Regions from separate parts of the Capsicum annuum genome. Here region 1 is linked to region 2. The links are chromatin contacts, called in public Hi-C maps. All regions are on one chromosome and are shown on one strand. The core of a region is the stretch at or near the end of the contact, and the rest is flanking DNA. Distances in the headings are between cores, read along the strand shown. Region 1 has its middle 44 kb from the start of LOC124888472. Region 2 holds the start of LOC107847663 (proteasome subunit beta type-7-A).

What was found. Hi-C and Micro-C count contacts between places; a contact is called where the count stands out from the background.
Region 1: a Hi-C map of leaf shows a contact between it and region 2, with 1.7 times the contacts expected there. The contact joins the enhancer-like site here to the promoter of LOC107847663 in region 2. A contact is called at or near these places in 2 of 5 Hi-C or Micro-C datasets (leaf and placenta).

What each region holds. Positions count from the first base shown.
Region 1 is chr11:85,753,400-85,756,121 of UCD10Xv1.1, forward strand. It overlaps the pseudogene LOC107846343. Among protein-coding and RNA genes, the nearest start is that of LOC124888472, 44 kb to the left of the region's middle. Within about 2 kb of position 1,257, at least 4 of the 5 cell types and tissues checked have an H3K27ac peak or open chromatin away from gene starts, as enhancers often do. A contact at or near this core is called in leaf, where this site is marked.
Region 2 is chr11:85,683,767-85,686,466 of UCD10Xv1.1, forward strand. LOC107847663 (proteasome subunit beta type-7-A) reads left to right here and starts at 1,418. Exons shown (of 9, transcript XM_016692054.2): 1 at 1,418-1,619; 2 at 1,709-1,855. The coding sequence starts at 1,727.

The sequences.
Region 1 (2,722 bases), core at 7-2,506, 69 kb after region 2:
ACCACAACCACCATTATAAACTATCTCCACTATCACTAACAAACATAAATATTTTTTTCAATCAAATAATAATTTTGTTGTATTAAATTACATACTTTTCTGATATATAATTAGTTTTTTACTTGAATTGAATTTTTTTATTTTATTATAGATACAAATAATTTTTTTTTGCTCATTCAAATGTTGAAAAACAAATGGTCTTAATCATTCAATTTTTAGATCTAGAGACAACATCTTAATCATTCAGATGTGCATTCAGATTCAGACGTCTAAATCTTAAAATAAACAAATGAATCCTAAGTCTAACACAATTAAAGCCCATGTTGATAATTACTTTTGAAATTGCATCCACTGGTTGTTGATTTAACCCTTTTGCTAACATAACATCCATATGTGACACCCAATTTATACATGCTAGTTTACTCTTTGCCTTATTGAATTCACAATCCATCTTGAATTTATGTAAAGTGGTTGTGATGAAACTACAACAAAATGTTGGTTGATGATCAAAGGAAGTATACATAGATGAATGCTGAAGAAAGAGATGCTAAGGGAAGAGGATAATGATGGTGATTTCCACATATTTAGTCTTGTGAAGAAGTCTTTTTATTGTTTAGGACTCTTGAGGCAATTTGCCTATGGGGAGATAACTATTTATATACAGCTAAGATAAAAAAGATTGAAAAATCAATCAAAAATATCCCTTTCAAATTAATTAAATAGTATTATAAAATATATTGTATGTGGATGTCCAATATAGAGATTAACTTCAATTACTTTTTTTCTTGAAGTAGATAGTAATTCTCACAATTCTGTAACCTTCCTCATGATCTTCCCCATGACCTTTATAATTAAAAATGTTGAACACCAAAAAGTATATTTTTAACCATTATTCGCTTTACATTTTAGCACTTCTTATCGTCTTTAAAATATAAATTATGTTACTTTCTGCGTAGTATGGTGTTTGATGTATTGAATCAAAGCGGAATAAAAATGAGCAGATTGTGAAATGATCGTGAAACTTTGAAATAAAATAATTAAAAGTCCAAGAATTCATTCGTGATCGAGCTTAGGGGTCAAGAATTGAAGGCACACAAAGAGAATGAAGGAAAATAGATGAAACAACATATTTTGGCCTAGCGTTACACGAACCTCATCACGTCTGCCTTCCTGCTGAGTTGGGTGTCAAGCTTCTGAGAAAATGGAATCACTGGCTAACTGCTTAGGCCCAGCACGAGTCGCGACGCGTCAAGGTCAGTTAGATGATATTTTGTACTACGCCCATCGAGGGCAATTTCGTTCGGAAATTTTGTGGCATTCTATATAGGGGGAATGGACACAAAAAGCCATTCCGCCAAAGCAATTACCAACCGAGTGACCACTATTTTTGTATTTTCACTATACAGCCATTTAGGCCTTTTTGCTCCTACTTCTTCCTCCTTCTTTTTTATTTTATTTTTTTTCGCTATTTTTTTTACTGCTTTATTTTTATAAAATGAATAAATATACTCTTTTAATTTTTTTTTAACAATCAAATGCGATTTTGTAGTTTTTTCCTCTAACTCTTCACTTCTATTTTATATATAATTCCTGTGTAATAAATATATAATCAATATATAAACAATGTACATTTATAGATAATTATTTTGATATATATTTTCTACAATTGTTATACATTTTTTATACACATCTTATATGTATACATATTCTATACAATAATTATATAATTTTTGTATACATCCTATACATATACATATTCTATTCAACAATTATAAAACTTTTAACACATCCTATACAATGTTGCAACAATTATTTAGATACACATTCTATACAACATTATACATTATGTATACATATCGTATATTAAAAAATATATTCTATGAACAATTATACAGTTTAATACACATTCTATACAATAATTATACAGTTTTCTTCCACATTTTATACAACAGTTAAATAATTATTATACACATTCTATACAGCCTTTGGTGGCAATTATTATTTGAATACGAATTTTATACAACAACTATAATTTTTATGCACACACATATTTTATACATATACATATTTGATATAACTATACAATTTCTATACACATATCATATATAGTTACACCAAGAACTGCACTTAGATTTATTGGAGTTATACCGCTTTTATAAAATTGTACTTAATTATTACTTTTAAACAATAAAAAATCTGAATTTTTCTAGTCAAAAAATTTATAGCAAAAAAAAAAACTAAAATATTAACGTTATATTTATGGAATTATGATTAATGGATCCCTTAAATTCAGTAACAACTTTTCAATTTTGAAACACCAAATCTATTTCAACGATCAAAATTAGAGATTAAGGAAACTCGATTGAATTCGACAATTACATCAGAATTGCACTCTCTGTAATAATATACATTGCAAACCAATATTAGTTTAATATGCAAAAATCTTAAACAATTTTTTCCAAAACTTGAAAAGATAAAAGAATGCTTAATATTCATCCCTAATAGTCTGTCATATACATCACAATGCTATGTATATAGGTTGAAATAAACATACCTCAGCTTGTCTAACAGAGCCATGTACATAATTGTATTACGTATAACATTGTTACGCTTATACATAACTATGTAATATATATGTTCTGAAAATACAACAGTCTAAAAGTGTCTGTTTCAACACATATACATAACAGATTATGTATATGAGTTGATATACATAACTATG
Region 2 (2,700 bases), core at 168-2,667:
CAAAGGTTCTTCGATTAATCTTGAAATGCCCTATTCTGTCTTGCCAACGAATTCATTGCGACTCCAAATTTATTTAGTTCATACTATTTTTTTAAGAAAATCTTTTCCCCAATTTCAAATTCAAATTGAAAACTTTCTTCAATAATTTTATTCAAATCAGAAACTTTCTTAAAAGAACTGCAGATTTTGCTAATTGGTATGATAACCAGTAAAGAAAAGGTACATAGTCATCTTTTCCAGAGCAACCGTAACAGCGAGACCAACAGATATGACAAAAAATTTCTTGTCACAAGCTTGGCTCTGACCAGATACAGGTTTGAATTTTTTCTTTTCCCCCCTTAGTTGGTGGCTGAGGTGGTGGTGGTTGCCGGCGGCAATGGCGATTGGTTGGTGGTGGCAATGGTGGGTTAAATTTGTCATTTTGATGAAACTGAAGATGACCCATTTGGTGTGTATGTGTGTTGAAATTGAATCAAATTGATGTAATTGAATTGGGTGTGCTAAAGATGACCCATTTGGGTGTGTATGTGTGTGATAAAATTGTGTTCAATTTCAATTCAACAATGGAGCAACCATGATGTTTTGTTGAAAACTCCATTGTTGGAGAGAAGAAAGAAAGAAGAGAGAAGAGAAAGCAAATGAAAAAATAAATAAAAAACATAAAATTATTAAAAATCAGAAAATTGAGGGGTTATGTGACCAAAAAAAAGTTTTATAACGTTTTTAAATCATTCTCACTCGCTCAAAGGACGTGATTACACGCACTTGTCAAAGTGGGTAGATATATGCCATTAAAATATAAAAAAAAAAGTGTAAGGGATAATAGGACCCCCACAAAGTTCAATATGTTCAACTAAAAATCCGGTCAAAGTTCAAGTATTTTCCTGAGTATTTTCTCTATCAATAATTATGGTGTATGAAATAGTTAGAAATTAGTGTATCAATAATAGCAATTTTAAAATGTTTGAACTATCTATAAATTGAAATTGGTTTATCAATAATAATTATAATTTTATGGTGTCTGAAATATATAGAAATTGGTTATCAATAATTTTATGGTGTCTAAAATGTATAAAAATACATGTATCAATAATTTTATGATGTCTGAAATATATAGAAATTCGTGTAACTAATTGAAATCAGAATAACGTGTTTTATTTATAACCTTGACAGAAGTATCAAATTATGCAAAAGACATTTTAGTATATCTCAATTGAGAACGTAAACAACATTTTGTGAAAGTAGGATTTGTTCGAAGTCGCAATTGCCGATGGGAAATTTTGGTGATTCACAACATCGGGGAACCCTTGAGTCTCCAACACAAGACTGAATAAGGTTTGTTAATTTTCTATTGGTATATTTTGAAAAGTTGAAACTATTGATATATTTTATAGTAGTGACTCTTAGATGGTATATTTATGTGATTTGCCCTTTTATATATCTGAAAAGCGAATAGTTGTTGGGCCTAAGCAGAAGCAGCCCAAGCGAAGCTATTAATAGCAAAATGACACTGTAATTTCACCATCCATCTCTTAAGTATTTCTTATTCTTCAAGTTTTGGCTATTCTCTCTCTCCCGATTCCCAACTTTGATTTTCAGCATCACTCATCTGCAAACAGGTAAAGTGTCTGCTTACAAGTTCAATTTAATGCTTCTTAACAATTCACTGTTCTGCTCTAATCTTTTAATTTTTGGTATCTGTGGGTAGGTCTAATTTGAAGGTAAAATGGAAGTTCCACAAAAAGGTGGGTTTAGTTTTGATTTGTGTAGAAGGAATGAGATGTTGGTGAGTAAAGGACTTCGTTCTCCTTCTTTTCTCAAGACTGGTACTACCATTGTCGGCTTAATTTTTCAGGTATTGCAAATTCATCTGAGTGTCTATCGACCGTCGTTTCTCAGTAGATCCGTTGATATGTTAATGGGATCTTTAATATGAGAAGTGAGGTTAGTAGGTAATCGTATTGCCAAACTTGTCCTTTGTATTAGAAATCCCTTTCCTCAGAGAAAGAAGATGAATATTAGAATATCCACTGAGGGTAGATAATATTGCCTCGTGCTTGAAGGTTCTGTCTTGAGGAGGAGATAGGAGAAACTTCTTTTTTTGCTTAGTATACATGGATCTTCTTTTTTGCTTAGTATACATGGATTATATGCATTTATAACTTGTGTTTTCTTTCTTTTCTTCTTTTACTCCTTCCCCCTCTTTCTTCCGCTTAGAAACATGGAGTTCTATCTGCATTAATTAAGTTGTAAATGCAATGTAACTCTTCTAATAGTATCCCCTACTAGCGTGATTGGCAGGGAGGTGATTTTAGCCTCTCACCAAGCGAAGTATGGGATATATACCATTAAGGGATCATTCATTATCTATAGTCCTCCCAAACTACAACACTGGACGTAAGCTAATTCATGTCAACATAATAAACATAGTTGAGTTTCGCCTGGCACGCTAATCAACATAAGAATCCAAATTGTTCAAACCATACTGATGTAAGGACTAGGATGATCATTACTGTACTCTATGTAATTCCAGGCCAGCTATATTCCTACTTGGTGTTGTTTATAAAGTTATTGCTCTTTTATCTACATTTATTTATCTTTAGATTGATTCTGAGATACGATGTCCCACAAAAGATTTGCTTTTGAGATCTACTTTCTTTTACGCATTGGAAATAACTATTAAACATCTTTACATGCTCC